4 separate regions of the Sus scrofa genome follow, and regions 2, 3 and 4 are each linked to region 1. A link is a contact called in public Hi-C and promoter capture Hi-C data. All regions are on one chromosome and are shown on one strand. The core of a region is the stretch at or near the end of the contact, and the rest is flanking DNA. Distances in the headings are between cores, read along the strand shown. Region 1 holds the start of CBLC (E3 ubiquitin-protein ligase CBL-C). Region 2 holds the start of CEACAM16 (carcinoembryonic antigen-related cell adhesion molecule 16). Region 3 has its middle 18 kb from the start of CEACAM16. Region 4 holds the start of NECTIN2 (nectin cell adhesion molecule 2).

Region 1 (3,778 bases), core at 738-3,237:
GCGGGGCAGCAGGTCCCGCAAGGAGGGGGGACCGGAGCCGAGTCGGGGGTCCCTGCATTGCTCTCCTAGGCGCTGCAGCAGCCTCACCGCCCGGCCGAACGCGCGGGATTCTCCCCACTGCGGTCCCCGCCGGGCCGCCGCAGCCATGGGTCCCTTGGGTGCCCCGGGAGGGACGCGAGCGGCTGAGAGAGGCGCGGCCCCGCCCAGGCCTAGGTGGGACGGGACGGGGCGGGAGAGGTGAGGGCAGGCCCTGGAGAACCGAGAAGGGACCTGCCGGTACCTGTGACACCAGAGGGGGCAGGGGCTGGGGACTCTTGACAACTGGGTTCCCTCTAGATGGGATTGTAATGTCTGATCCCCAAAGAAGAGCCGGATGGGGTGGCTTGGGTGGGTGGCGATAGGACTTCCCAAGCGGGTAGAAATTGCAGGTAGGATACCTGGGCCCCTTCTGAAAGGGCGGAGAGTCCCTAGTTGGCACTGGAGGGGGTGGGGGAAACCTGGAACTTGTTGGATGCCAGAGTGGGGCTGGGAGTTTAGCTATCCAGACCCTGAAGGGGGCTGGGGTTGGGACGTAACTTTCCTGGGCTGCGGTGAAATGTGTGGCTCATCGGTCGTCGCTCGGGATTAAAGGTCAGAGAGCTGAACTTTCTAGGGTTAAATGTTAGAGAGATAGTACGGTCCCTTTGTCTCCAAGAAGGAACGCAGTGTGCCCAGACCCCTGAGTCCTCTAAGAGCTGGAGTGGGGGAGAAGGGTGTCTGAGAGAGCCGGGACCTAATTCCTGGGTCCCGGTGACAGGCGCCTGCAAGAAATCAAGCTGGAGATGAGACACCCAGATTTACAAAGAGGGTGGGGGCTTCTGGGTCTTTAGGGGACGAAGCGGGAAGATAGGGTTCCTGAAGGGAAGGGCAGGGCTGGTCTGCGAAGGGCTGGAGGGGCGTGGTTCCGACCCCCGCCAACGACCCGGCGTCCTGTAGCCTCGGCTGAGACTCTGCAGTCCTCTGGGAGGCCACCAGGGGGCGTTGTGGGCCGGATCATCCCTCCTCTCCCACGGGATCCAGGCCACGACCCTGGGCGTCCTGGCTACGCTCTGGCCGGGAGACCTGGACGAGGACAGATTACAAATATCCGCATACCTACAGAATTTCTAATCAGAGTGTTATAGTAACAGCTAACGGTTATTGAACAATTACTCTGTGTCGGGCCGTGGGTTTCAGGCTTTACATTTTCTCACTGAATTCTCAAAAACTCTTTGAGGAAGGAGGGGGATGAGAACTGAGGGGTTTCTGCTGTGGCACAGACCAGATCGATGGTGTCTCTGGAGTACTGGCACGCAGGTTCCATCCTGGCGTGGCACAGTGCGTTAAGGATCTGGTGTTGCCAAAGGTGCAGCATAGGTTGCAACTGCAGCTCTGATCTGATCCCTGGCCTGGGAGCTCCATATGCCGCAGGGCGGCCAAAACAAGAAAAAAGAAAAAAGAAAAAGAAAAAAAAAGAGCTGAGGCTGAGGCTCATGGCACCCTCCTCTTAGAACTCCTTATCTCTTAGAACTTGAGAATCCTTAACTTGTGAAATTTTGGAATCTTCAAATTTGCATTTCAGACTAAGCAGAGACAGGGTCTTTGCATCTTTGCAGTCAGGATGGAGGATTCTGTCTCCCAGCTTCTTGCCTTCCTGCCCTCTCCGAGCCTCAGTTACCACCTCTGTGAAATAGGTTGAAACCCCATTGGCCTGTGGATGAATTAAGTTGGAGAGTAATTTGACAGCAGCCATCCAAGCCTTGGCAGGGCAAGTCCGTTGCCAGCTCCATCTTTCAGCACCGTGGCTCATAAACACCTTTGCTCACATTGGGGTGTGAAACACCTGAAACAGATTGCTACACAGGGTCGGCCTCCCCCTGCCTGTGTGCATGCACTCTGATATCTTCTTTTCTATTTAACTTCATTTCATTAATGGGAAAATTGTGTTTGCAACCCACTAAATTGATTTCACAACCCACTAATGGATCTTGTTGGGCAGTTTGAAAAATACTGCGCTGAGAGACTCCAAGAGATATATTCGGGGATGTTAATTGCCGTCCTGTCCGAAATGGAGAAAAAACTGGGAAGAAGGCAAGTGTCCATCATCAGAGAAAGAATGAACACAGTGTGGTATCCTTTACCCAGAGGACTCCTGCACGGCCGTTCAAAGGGATGACCTGGATGGAAGCTGTGGCATAGGTGGCAGATTTGGCTCGGATCTAGCGTGGCTGTGGCTGCGGTGTAGGCTGGCAGCTGCAACTCCAATTGGACCCCTAGCCTGGAAACTTCCATATGCTGCATGTGCGGACCTAAAACACAAAACAAAACATAATGATGAGCATCCTGCGTTGAAGAGTGCCCCCCCTGCATTTCCTGTGAATGTGACCTTGTTTAGAAATAGAGTTTTTGCAGGTGTAACCAAGTTAAGATGAGGTCATAGCAAATTAGGATGGGCCCCAAATTCAATATCACTGGAAATTTGGAGACAGACACAGATACACCCACAGGGAGACAGCCATGCGATGATGGAGGCTGAGACTGGAGTGTCGCGTCTATAGGGCAAGGAAGGCCAAGGATGGCTGACAAGTTCCAGAAGTAGGAAGGGCAAGAGGGATTCTCCCCTAGAGCTTTCAGAGAGAGCATAGCCCTGCTAATAAGTTGAATTCGGGCTCCTCCTCCCCAGAGTTGTGAGGGAATAAATTTACTGTCTGAAGCCACTCGGTGTGGGTGCCAGAGTCCAGTTCCAGCGGCCAGGGGGCCAGGGATGCGCACCCTGTCGGGGATGGACGGTGTCGGCGAATGCACACGGAGACAGCCTCTTTGTCTCTTTTTCAGAGTGCTGGACTGCTTGATTTTATTGGTATAGATGATTGTTTACATAGACAGTTTTTAATTGCAGATTACGTCACCATGTTAAAAGTACACCACCTAAAGGTTAAGTTCTAAAGGTTAACTTTGAGATTATGTTTCCTGGTCACACGGTGCAGTAGTTATGATTACGTTCTAAGATCTTTAATTAAAACTAAGATCGATAAGCCCAAAACATCATGAGTACAAAACATCATGTGAAAATAAGAAGATTCAGGACAAAGCATCTTGTGGTTAGCTAATCTTTAACAGTTAAAAAAGGCTACAGACATAAGGATTTACAAATCGTGTTTTTAGATTAGTGCTTATCTTCAAGGCGTCGTGGTGGGAAGACAGTATGAGAAACTATAAATCAACTTTAATTAGCTAAAACTTAAAAGTCTCTTAGAGAATCAAAGGCAACTGATTATGTCTTTTTAATCATGAATAATATATGTCTAACCTCTATGAACCTTATTAAAATCCTAACTCTAAAGCTTACTGTATAACTAGTTAGTAGATAAACACTGTGTTTTTAATTAGATTAGATTTGAATAGGGGAAAGTCCTTCAGGATGAAATTCTTATTATATTATTTCTGTAATTTTGTTAAATCACACATCACCACAGGAAAATAAGAATGGAAAATAAGAATAATAAGCAAATAACAGGAAAAACTGAATAACAAGTAAAACAGCAGGAAAGACTAGGTCACCCAAGAAACAATCCATGTTCTCCGGCGCAAACATGGAAACTGTTTTCCCGGGAAAGCCCCAATTCTTCCCCATCAACGTCAACATGAGAGCTGTGTAATCTGAGGCCTGCCCTCGGAATTGCACCGCACAGGCAGGCCTCAGCCTGCCCTCGGTTTTTCACCATTCAGGCAGGCTTTTATCCTGACCAGAAGCCCACCT
Region 2 (3,778 bases), core at 746-3,245, 58 kb after region 1:
CTTTTCTAGGGCTGCTCCCACGGCATATGGAGGTTCCCAGGCTAGGGGTCGAATCGGAGCTGTAGCTGCTCTGGCCTACGTCAGAGCCACAGCAACGCGGGATCCGAGCCACGTCTGCGGCCTACACCACAGCTCATGGCAATGCCGGATCGTTAACCCACTGAGCAAAGGCAGGGATCGAACCCGCAACCTCATGGTTCCTAGTCGGATTCGTTAACCACTGCGCCACGATGGGAACTCCTCTCTCAGATTCTTTTCCCACGTCGATTATCACAGAACACTGGGGAGCGTTCTCTGTGCCGGTCAGCCTGTTGGGCCTCAGTTTCCTGAGCTGTAAAATGGGAGTGGTGATGGTATGCACTGCGTGGGCCGTTGTAAGGATTAAATGAGTGAATTCTGGCGACGTACTTACACTGCCGCCTGGCATGGAGCAAAGGCTTAAGAAATCACTCATGAATTTACTCTACAAATATTTGATGAGCATCAGTTGTCTGCCAGGCACTGTTCTAGGGGCTGGTAAATAAAATCCCTGTTCTCGTGGGGCTGATAAACAAATAAAACATAAAGTCTGTTCCATGTTGGGTGGAGGTTAAGTGCTGGGGGGCAAGATAAAGCCAGGAAGCGGGTGCGCGGTTTGGGAACTGAGGGCAGAGGCCAGGGTCTCCGGGAAGGTAATGCCGGGCAGAGGCCACGCTGCCTCCAAGGGAAGAGCATTCCTGACAAATGTGTTGTTATCGCTCTCTTGATGGCTTCAGCGTCCTGGTGCCTCCGAGGCCCCACCATCCTGCTTCTGGGCAGGGGCTGTACCTGTGGTTCCTCTGTCCTGGTTTGCCCCTGGGGCGCCGCCAGGCACCACGTCCTGAGCTGCCCTGGTGGGGCGGGGCTGTGACTTGGGCGAGAGGGGTGGGTGCGGCCAGGTGAGTTGTGGGTGACCTGGCGCTTTCTGCTTCCCCCACCTCTCCTGTGACCTCACCTCACCCTTCTCTGTCCCGGCCCAGCCCTCTCCCCTGAGCCCCGGGCCCTCGTCCCCGTGGCATCCAGGATGCCTACCCTCAGATGGCCCTGGCATGTCTGTCGCTCACCCCGTCCCAAACTGACCTGGGCATCTTCCCCCAGACCTGCTCCCCCGCCCCTTCCCCATCATCCTCTTATCAGGGATGGCGCCACCATCCATCTGTCACTGGGACAGAGAGACGGGGCCTTGTTCCTGACGGCCAATCTCCCCTCCCCCTGCATTCCACACTCCTTCATCCCTGCCTCTTAAATATCTCTTCCGTGTGCACTTTTGTCTCGCTCCCTGTGGCCCCTGCCCTGGTCCAGGCACCCCCCCACCCCCCCCCATCCCTTGTCTGGTTTTCCCTCCCCAATCCCCTCCTGGCCTCTAGCCCTGGTTTGGCCCCATCTTGGTGCTTAGAACCTGCTATGGCTGCCCAGCGCCCTGGGGAGAAAGCCCAGCTCCTCACTGCAGCCCACCAGGCCCTGCATGGCCTGGCCCTGCCCACCTGACCGGTCTCATAGAGCACCCTTTCCTTCTGGAAACTCTCTGCTCCAGTTTTGCTGCCTCATCTTGCTCTCTCCTCCTAGCACATCCCTGCTTCCTCTCCTCTGTTTCATTGCTTAGCCAATAACTCCTCCTCCAGGAAGCCGTCCTGGACTTTGGTGTGCCCTGAATCCCCAGTCCCAGCCCTGACCACCCTGGGTCCTCACTCTCCGAGGGGGAGGGGACCCTGTTTCTTCAAATGGACCATGAGTCATGGGAGGGCGGGACCAGGGCTGTCATGGTCACCACCATGTCCCCAGCACTGCCCAGCACAGGATCGGGTACAAAGCAGAGGCTCAGAGAGTGTTTGTGGAACCGGACACCGGGTGTGGATGACACAGAGACAGGAATCTCCAGGGAGGCCAGGGTTTCAGGTGACTTGCCTTCTGGCTGAGGAGAAAGAGGAGGCTCCGAGTCTTGGAGGCAGGTCCCGGCTTTTGTCCCACCTCCGCCATGGCTCCCTACCACCCGCAGCATCACACCCACCTTTCTCTGCTGTCTTTGCCCTTCCCTATCTGCTCCCAGCCCCTACCTTCCCAGCCCCTGTGCTGGTGCTTCCCCAGACATGAGCCTGAATTTTTTTTGTCTTTTTGCCTTTGCTGGAGCCACTCCCGTGGCATATGGAGCTTCCCAGGCTAGGGGTCTAATCAGAGCTATAGCTGCTGGCCTACGCCAGAGCCACAGAAACGCGGGATCCGAGCCGCATCTGTGACCTACACCACAGCTCACAGCAACACCGGATCCTTAACCCACTGAGCAAGGCCAGGGATAGAACCTGCAACCTCATGGTTCCTGGTCGGATTCGTTAACCACTAAGCCACGACGGGAGCTCCATGAGCCTGAATTTTTGACCCAGTTGAGGGCTGCAGTTTCCTTTGCATCTACTATGTGCTAGGCGCAGAGCCAGGCAGAAAGTAAACCTGATGACCCTGGGCAGGGGCCTTTGCCTGTCTAGGAAGTGGGTGGTGGCCGCTCAGGACACTAACCTCCCTGGGATTCCTCCAAGGGAGAGGGACAGCAGGTGCACGGAGGGCTCGGTGCTAAGCACAGGGTATGTGGGCGCCATTGTTCACCTTTCGCCAACCTTCTAGTGAGCATCTACCACGTGCCAGGCACTGTTCTAGGTGCTGGGTTACAGGCACACATTGGACGGACCGAAATCCTTGCCTCACAGAGCTGACCTTTTTTGGGGGGAGATAGTTGACAAACATGAACAGGTATAAGATATCAGGTGGAGATAATGCTAGAGAAAGAAAGAAAGGAGGGGAGGGGATGGACGTATGTGGGGCACTGGTTTCTGTAGGGCAGAGAGAAGGTGTTTTAGGAGGTGACAATGAAGTAGAGACTCAGTGAGGGAGCTGTGCTGAATCTGGGGGAAAAGCATTCCAGGCAGAGGGAACAGCATGGGCAAAGGCCCTGAGGCAGGAGTGTTTTGGGGAGTGTGGAGTGTGGCTGGAGCAGAGCGTGCAAGGGCAGAGAGGGAAAAGGGGTGGATCCTGCAGGCCTGTGGGCCACAGGGGGACTTTGGCTTTTATTCTGAGATGGGAGCCCTGGGAGCGTTGTGAGCAGAGGAGGGATGGGAGCTGACTTAGGTGGTACTAAGATCTGCTGGCTGTGTGTGGGGAACAGACTCGGGGAGGTGAGGGCAGGTGCTGGGAGGCAGTGAGGTGACTGCAGCAGTGTAATGTGATAGCCGCTTCCATTAGCTTGTTGGCCTTCAGATGAGCTGTCAGTGAAAAGTACACACCAAAGTGGTGATCATTTTGTGATGTGCAGAAGTGCTGAATCACTGGGCTGTGCACCTGGAACTAACAATGTTGCAGGTCCAGCCCCTCCAACCAAAAGAAGAGAAAGGACATGTCATCCGAGTACCCTAAGCAGTTCTGCAGTGAACACTCTTTTACATTGTTGTATTGATGCAAACATGAATTACTGATTACTTAAATGTATGATAAAATTTGGGGGAGAGGATGAGGAAGGAGAGGTGGAGGTATTAAATCTTCATCTTTTATAACACCTATAAATTTATTTTTATTTATTCATTTATTTAGCTGTGCCTGTGGCATGTGGAAGTTCCTGGGCCAGGGACGGAACTCGTGCCACAGCAGTGACCATGCTGGATCCTAACCCACTGAGCCTCCAGGGAACTCCTATATATATATATATATATATATCTTTTTTTTTTTTTTTTTTGGTCTTTTTGCCTTTTCTGGGGCTGCTCCCGCGGCATATGGAGGT
Region 3 (3,778 bases), core at 812-3,311, 40 kb after region 1:
TGTTCATTAACTCCTGAGCCACAGTGGGAACTGCCTACATGAGAACTTCTGAGGGGACACACTCAACAGATATTGGTCGAATTCTTCCACTTACTTATCAAATAGGTATTGAGTACCAGGGGTTTGCCTGGCACTGCTCTTGGAAGTGGGGAATGCAGATAGTGATTGGGGCCTTGCGTCGCCCCTTATCATGAACTGAACGTCTGTATCCTCCCTCAAATGCACATGTAGAATCCCTAACCCCCCAATATGCCTACATTTGGAGATGGGGCCTATACAGAAGTAATTAAGGGTGGGGCCCTGAACTGATAGGATTAGTGTCCTTTTTTTTCTTTCCTATTTTTTTTTTTTTAGGGCCGCACCTGTGGCATATGTAAGTTCCCAGGCTAGGGGTCAAATCAGAGCTGCAACTGCTGGCTTGCACCATGGCCACGACAATGGCAATGCCAGATGCCAGAGGTGTCTGTGACCCACACCACAGCTCAGGGCAGTGCTGGATCCCCGACCCACTGAACGAGGCCAGGGATCGAACCTGCATCCTCATGGATGCTAGTCGGATTCGTTTCTGCTGTGCCACAATGGGAACTCCCTCGACAGCATGTTTTAATGTCTTGTAAGGCAAGTCTCCTTATCATTACTACTATTATTTATTGAGCACCTGCTATGGGCCAAGCACTGATTTAGGTGATAAACAAAAGAGATAAAATTCTTGCCTGGTGGACCTCACGGTCCGGTGGAAAGGAACGAGTAAAGAAAGAAATATATAATATTGGAGTTCCTGTGTGGCACAATGGGAGCTGCATCTCTGCAGTGCCAGGGTGCAGGTTCAATCCCCGGCCTGCCCCTGGCACAATGGGTTAAAGGATTCGGCATGGCTATAACTGTGGCCTAGGTTGCAACTCTGGCTTGGATTTGATCCCTGACCTGGGAACTCCTTATGCCATGAGGTGGCCAAAAGGGGAGAAAGAAAAAAAAAAAAAAAAAAAAAGAAAGAAGAAATGTATCAATTAAAGTGGATTGTGTGTCATAAATATTCTGATGAACAAAGCTAGACAACAGTGGGTGTTCAGGGAGGGGTTCTTCCTTCCGAGGAGATGACATCTGAGCCAAGACCTGAATGGAGTATCATGGTGAGAACACTCCTGGCTGAGAAAATCCCGTGCAAAGGCCCTGAGGCAGGAGTTGCACAGGTTGTTCAAACAACAGAAAGGCCAGAGTGGAGTGAGAAGGAAGGAGAGGAGGAGGGGATGGACTGTGATCCAAAGGGAAGATGATTCTAGAAAGGGGACCTTGCCTCTGGAGGGCTCTATTTCGTCTTCTCAGGAATGTGCACCTGACACCTGCTTCTGAAGGTCACTGTGGGAACCCAGGGAGCTTCTGCCTGTGGTTAGCAGCACAGGTGAGGCTCTTTGGTTGCCCTGGTCCTGGGCAACCTTGAGGAGCTGGCACGACCTCTCTGGACTCTGGACTCTGTGTCAGGTTGGGCTGGAGCTGGCAGCCTCCTTGCTTGGTTTTGGTTCCCAAAGTCTGGCCTTGGCACTTTGGTGCCAGACACCCCCTCTTCCCTCCTCCTCCTCTTTCTTCTCTCCATCCCCGCTCGCCCCTCCCTATTCTGTCTTCCTCCTTCCTTCCTCCCTCCGCTTTCTCCCCCCTCCTCCCTCTGTCTCACCCTCCTCCCCTCTCTCCATCCTGAATCAACATTCCAGCCCAGGGGAGAAAAACAGGGCAGGCTTCCTTCCTCTCCCTGGCAGGGCTCCAGAGACTGATGGGGCCATTGTGTGCTTTGGCCTCAAGGTCATTCCCGCCCCTACCCCTTGTCCCCCCCTAGTGCGGAAAGTTGGCTTGAGAAAAGGCATCTTGGGTGAGGGCGTAGGGCTGGGGGGAGAGAGGCAGAGACGGTGCCAGAGGGCCAGCTTGGCTCCCATCCAGGGCGAGTGGGATCTGAGGGCCCAAGAGGACCCTAAGCACTCTCCGGGCTTTGTGGGGGGAGGTGGGGAGCCACTCTCATCCACCTGGGACAGAAGAGGGCGTCAGTCTGAGCCTTCACGCTGAAAACCTGCTGTGTGATCCCGGGCCAATTCCCGGCCCTGCCCCTTCCTGGCTGAGTGACTTTGGGCAAGTTGCCTCCTACTCTTTGTGCCTTATTTTCCTTTTTTATGTCAAACGGTCCCTGCACCTGGGTCCCCCAACTTCTCAGCTGACAACAATTACCCAGGCTATTTATTCTGAAAATCTAGTTTCCAGGTCACTACCCTGGAGACAGTTTTCCTGGGCCCAGGTAGGGAACGGGGAGATGTTTTCTTTTTTGTTTGTTGTTTGTTTTCAGGGGCGAACCATGGCATAGGGAGGTTCCCAGGCTAGGGGTCGAATCAGAGCTATGCTGGCCTACACCACAGCCACAGCAACGCTGGATCCTTAACCCACTGAACGAGGCCAGGGATTGAACCCGCAACCTCATGGATACTAGTTGGGTTCTTCACCCACTGAGTCACAATGGGAACTCCCTGGGAGATGGGAAGTATTTCAAATTAACAGCTGGGAGATTGGGGCCCCATTTCAAAGGGAGGCTGCAAGGGGCAAGTCAGGGAACCTGTGCTGAGAGCATGTTCCCTGGCACCTGGGATAATCAGCATTGGCATTCTTTTTTTAAATTAAATTAAATATTAGTTTATTTTTATTACTCAATGAATTTTCTTACATGTATAGTTGTACAACAATCATCACAACCCAATTTTATAGCATTTCCATCCCAAACCCCCCATGCATCCCCCACCCCCCAACCTGTCTCCTTTGGAAACCATATGTTTTTCAAAGTTTTGAGTCGGTATCTGTTCTGTAAAGAAGTTCATTGTGTCCTTTTTTAAGATTCCATATGTAAGTGACAGCATTTGATCTTGGTGTCTCACTGTCTGACTGACTTCACTTAGCCTGGAAATTTCTAGGCCCATCCATGTTGCTGCAAATGCCATTATTTCATTCCTTTGTATGGCTGAGTCATATTCCGTTGTGTGTATGTACCACATCTTCTTGATCCACTCCTCCATCAGTGGGCATTTAGGTTGTTTCCATGTCTTGGCTATTGTGTATAGTGATGCAGTGAACATTGGGATGCATGTATCTTTGCGAGTCATGGTTTTCTCTGGGTAGATGCCCAGGAGTGGGATTGTTGGATCAAATGGCAGTTCTATTTTTAGTTTTCTGGGGAATCTCCATACTGTTTTCCACAGTGGTTGCACCAATTTACATTCTTACCAACAGTGTAAGAGGGTTCCTTCTCTCCACACCTTCGCCAGCAATTAGTGTGTGTAGACTTTGATGGTGGCCATTCTGGCCCGTGAAAGGTGCTACCTCATAGTGGTTTTGATTTGCATTTCTCTAATAATTACTGAGGCTGAACATCTTGTCATGTGTTTTTTGGCCGTCTGTATGTCTTGGAGAAAACAGGAGAATTGTCTGTTTAGATCTTCTGCCCATTTTTTGATGGGGTTGTTTGCTTTTTTGGTATTGAGCTGCAGATGGTGTTTATAAATTTTGGAGATTAATCCCTTGTCAGTTGCTTCATTTGCAAATATTTTCTCCCATTCTGTGGTGGGATTTTTTTTTTAAGTTTTTTTTCTTATTTATTTATGTTCTTTTCTTTTTTCATTATTTTTTAATTTTTAAAATTAAAAAAATTTCAGCATCGGGATTCTAAAAGCTTCTACACGTGTATTGTTTTTCTTGTAAACCATTTTCAGGTGATTACAATTTTTAGGAATGGCTGGTATTCCATAAAATG
Region 4 (3,778 bases), core at 557-3,056, 43 kb before region 1:
GACCTCCCCATCAAGTGCCACCCCTAAATCCTCCCAATGGCCTTGCAGGAAAGAACTATGATATCTGCTGTGCTAAGGAGGAAATGGAGGCTCAGGGCCGCTTGCTGAAGCCCTCGGGAGGAGGGGGGCGGGGGGAGTGGTGCTGTTCTCAAAGTCTCTTCTGTGTCTCTGCCATCTGAAGGCTGGGTCCTCCTGGGTCTGGAGGATCCTGGGAAAGGCTCTCAAGTCTGCAGGTGGCTGTGGATCCTGGGAAAGCGGTTTGCCCTTTCTAAGACTCTGTTCCCTCCTCTGCAAAATGGGAACAGGAACTGAACCTGTCTCCTGGGGGTGATCCGGCGCCTTCCACAAGACCACGCACCGAGTCCCCACCGGGTGCAAGGGGGGAGGGGTGGATTCTGAGCATTCTCCTAGAGGTGGCGGGGTCTGACTTTATCTCCCTATCTCCCACACAAGAGGGAGAGGCAGGTGATGGAAGCGGCAGTCCCTGACTCCAGGTGGAATCTGGGAGACAGTTCAGAGACCTGCTGGGAAAAAAGACCAGAGGCAAGACCAGAACTTCCCCAAGTTGCCTCCGCACTTTCTGGTAAACCTTTGGGAAACTCCAGTACACTAAGTTTCTAGCTGGGAATAAACAGCCCAGTCACCTGCAAGGGGCGGGGCCGGAGCCTCCTTCACCTGTTTCCTCCCAGCCCCTCCCTCTCCTAGGTCTGCGCCCCTCCCCTCTGGGAGGTGGAGGGAACAGGAGGGGGCTAGAGCGGAGGGAGAGAGAGGGGGGATTAGGGCGGCGTCTCCTCCCGTCCACCCCCCGCAGCGGCTCCGAGGACAAAGGCACGACTACAGGAAAGATAAGGTCCCGAAACCGGGAGTCTGGAACCGGGAGCCAGGAGAGCCCCCGCCCGGCCCGGCCCGGCCCCGCCCGGCCCGGCCCGGCTCGCCCAAAGTGAAACCCGGAAAACTTCCCTAGGGGCCTCCCCGCCGACGGCTCACAAGGAACGGGAAGGGTCCCGGCCGGCGGGACTCGGCCTCCTTAGTCTACCTGAAACACAGCCCACCGAGCCTCCAGTTTCCAGGCAGGGCCTCAGGCCCTGCATTTTATCTAGTACCCGAGTCGGGATTCCTGCCCACATGTGTATCTGCATCTCACGAGACATTCCAATGCCCCACAATTAAATCTGGAGCCCAGGAGACAGGGCGTTTGCCCTCCCCTTCTCCCAATTCTGTCTGGCACCGAGCAGACAGAGCCCTCGGCTCACCACACGGAACTCCTAAGTTTGAGCCCTTCCTGCCCTCAACTCTACCAGGACCCCGGCGTCCGTAGCCCCTAGCCTTCACACTACCTGGCACCCAAGAGACAGAGCTCTCACCCTCTAATTTTTCTGAGGCCCAGGAGTCAGCCCCAGTCCCTGGTTTTCTGGGGCCCGGGAGTCAGAGCCTCGGGAATCCTGAGGCCCGGGATTGGAGCCCTCAGGCCCTTCCCCAGGTCGCCCGAATTGTCATTCTTGGCCCTCCAAGAGGCCCAAAGTGCTAGTTCCCCGCCCCTCTCGAGGACCTCGGCATCTGGCTCCCTGCCCTCAATTCTCCCCAGGCCTCAGACTCCCAACTCCAGGAGAAGGAAAGATTGGGGGGGGGGGTCTCGATTCATCATCTCGACCCTCTGCTGGGGTGGGGAAGGGGAGGGGTTCGCGCGCGCCAGGGAGGCGTCTGCGGTTTCTCACGGGTTTCCCGGAGCAGTAGTAGCAGCAACGGCAGTAGCGGCAGCGTCGGCGGCGACAATCTTGACGGCGGGAGGGCTGCGGCCCGGGCCATGGGGGGCCCGGGGAGGGGGACCGGGACCGGGCGGGGGCCTGAGGGCCACTCTGCGAGCGCCAATCGGTTGAGAGGACGACCAGGTGCCTGGGTGGCTCTGGCTCCCGGCCGGTTCCTGCCGCGCTCTCTTCTCCCGGCTTGGCTCTCGCTGCCTGGCTCTTCCAGCTCGTTGCCCCCCGGTTCCTAGCTTCTTTCTGGCTTCGGACTCGCTGACGTCACAGGATCCACCCCTTTCCTCCCCCCAAGAGCCGACCCGATCCCAGGCTCCGGCCACGCCCCCTCATGCTGTTCTGACCCGCCCCCTCCTGGGAGGCCCTGTCCGCGCCTCCCCAGGATTCAACGCCCGCCCCGCCCCCAGCATTCCTCTCCCTCCCCTTCCTGCTCCTCCCCAGGATTCCAAGTTCGCCCTTCCCAGGGTTCTTTGATCACAGCCTCCTTGCCCCAGAATTCTATCTTTGCCCTCTCCCAGCGTTCAAGCTCCGCCCCCTAGCGTTATTGCCACGCCCCTTTACTCAAGGTTGCCCTCGTGCCCCGCCCCCTGTCTAAGGGGCGCTGTAGTCACGCACGCGTCGGAGCTTTCGGCTGTCTCCGCCCCCGTGAGGCTCCGCCTTTCGCGGTGCACCCCGCCCACCCGTTCTCCGCCCCTTCTCGGGAGCTCAGTCCTGGCCTCGGCCCCGCCCCAAAGACTAACCCGTCCCCTTCAGTTTTAGTCCCTGCCTTCTCGTCACACCTGCGTGAGGAGCGTGGGTTCTCATAGGCCCGCCCCCCTGGAACCCCGCCCCCACGCAGAGTCCCCACCCCCTTCCCTGCCTCTCGAATTCCCTAGTTCTCACCCCGTGCCTACTGTCGTTCGTATCTGTGCGCATCTCAGCCTGTCCTCGTCGCTTTCTAATCTCTGCTTGGGACTCTAGGAGTCGCTGCATCGTTTCTTTTTAAATTTCTCTTTTAGTGTCTCTTTGTGTCTATTTTTTGCCTTTCTTTTTCCGTCCCTGTTTCTCTATCTCTGGGTTTTTCAGTCTTCACGTTTCGCTGTCACTTTGTGTAGCTGGTCTCTTTCTTTCTGGTGTCTTTCTATTGCTGTTTCTGTGTCACTTGATCCTTGTCTCTTTTCCATCCCTTTGTCTCTGTCTGCGTCTCTGGGTCTCTGTCTTCCTCTATGTGTTCCTATCTGTGTCTCTCTGCCTCTTTCTGTGTCTGTCTCTGTCCTTATGTCTCAATGGGTGTTTCGGTGTCTCTTTCCGTGTCTCTTGTTTCTCTCTGCGTCTCTCTTAACCTCCCTTCCCTCTCCGCATCCCCCAGTCCTCTCGGGTGTCTGGTCCTCACCAGTTCCTTTCCGCGGCCGCCCGCCAGGGGGCAGCACAGACCAGCCCCCCGCATTCCGCTGGCCCTGCCGCCCGGCTAGGGCCTCCAGACACCGTTGGTCCCTCCCCGCGTCCTTGTCCCACTTCTCTTATCTTTCCAGCCTCCTTGCGTCTTTGTTGTCTCTCGCTCTGACTCGGCCCCTTTGTCTCTCCTCAGAGGCTCCCGCTTCTCCCCACCCCCACCTACCTCTTCACATTCTTTGGGCTGCGGAGGTGGCGGGGAGCTGGTGAGGCCACCCAGCGTGTAGGGGTGAGGGGGGGAAGCAGGAGGCCAGAGGGAGGGGATGCCACTGAGCTCCTGAAATCCTTCGGTTCCTGTTCATCTGAATGAAAACTGATCAGCTGGGGGCAGATGCCTGGGAACTTCTTGCTTTACCAAAAGGAACGTCCCCCTCCGAACTTGCCATCCTTTCCACCTGCTGCACACCTGAGCTTTCTTCCCCAGATGGGCAAGATCTTAAGTCGTGGAGACTGTTTCTGATGGGCATTCACATCTTGGTAATAATACTTTTTTTTCTTTTTCCTTTTTGTCTTTTTAAGGCCGCACCCGCAACACATGGAGATTCCCAGGCTAGGGGTCCAATCGGAGCTGTAGTCGCTGGCCTATGCCA

The links. Promoter capture Hi-C pulls out the DNA fragments that hold promoters and counts their contacts. A called contact is a pair of places that touch in the nucleus more often than the background predicts.
Region 2: a contact with region 1 is called in a promoter capture Hi-C map of liver, with 4 times the contacts expected there. The contact joins the promoter of CEACAM16 here to the promoter of CBLC in region 1. A contact is called at or near these places in 1 of 5 promoter capture datasets (liver), 13 of 47 Hi-C or Micro-C datasets (alveolar macrophages, blood, embryonic fibroblasts and 7 more) and 2 of 2 datasets of contacts at active chromatin or transcription factors (alveolar macrophages and skeletal muscle).
Region 3: a promoter capture Hi-C map of liver shows a contact between it and region 1, with 9 times the contacts expected there. The contact joins the enhancer-like site here to the promoter of CBLC in region 1. A contact is called at or near these places in 4 of 5 promoter capture datasets (fetal skeletal muscle, liver and skeletal muscle), 32 of 47 Hi-C or Micro-C datasets (adipose tissue, alveolar macrophages, blood and 15 more) and 2 of 2 datasets of contacts at active chromatin or transcription factors (alveolar macrophages and skeletal muscle).
Region 4: a contact with region 1 is called in a Hi-C map of liver, with 5 times the contacts expected there. The contact joins the promoter of NECTIN2 here to the promoter of CBLC in region 1. A contact is called at or near these places in 1 of 5 promoter capture datasets (liver), 15 of 47 Hi-C or Micro-C datasets (embryonic fibroblasts, epiblast stem cells, fetal skeletal muscle and 6 more) and 1 of 2 datasets of contacts at active chromatin or transcription factors (skeletal muscle).

Annotation. Positions count from the first base shown.
Region 1 is chr6:51,272,926-51,276,703 of Sscrofa11.1, reverse strand. It overlaps CBLC (E3 ubiquitin-protein ligase CBL-C), which reads right to left and starts at 1,987. Exons shown (of 12, transcript XM_005653285.3): 1 at 1-1,987. The coding sequence starts at 147.
Region 2 is chr6:51,215,302-51,219,079 of Sscrofa11.1, reverse strand. CEACAM16 (carcinoembryonic antigen-related cell adhesion molecule 16) reads right to left here and starts at 1,995. Exons shown (of 9, transcript XM_021097551.1): 1 at 1,924-1,995. The coding sequence starts at 1,995.
Region 3 is chr6:51,232,819-51,236,596 of Sscrofa11.1, reverse strand. No RefSeq gene overlaps it. Among named protein-coding and RNA genes, the nearest start is that of CEACAM16, 18 kb to the right of the region's middle. Within about 2 kb of position 2,061, at least 20 of the 83 cell types and tissues checked have an H3K27ac peak or open chromatin away from gene starts, as enhancers often do. A contact at or near this core is called in liver, skeletal muscle and subcutaneous adipose tissue, where this site is marked.
Region 4 is chr6:51,315,685-51,319,462 of Sscrofa11.1, reverse strand. It overlaps NECTIN2 (nectin cell adhesion molecule 2), which reads right to left and starts at 1,806. Exons shown (of 6, transcript NM_001097494.1): 1 at 1,716-1,806. The coding sequence starts at 1,806.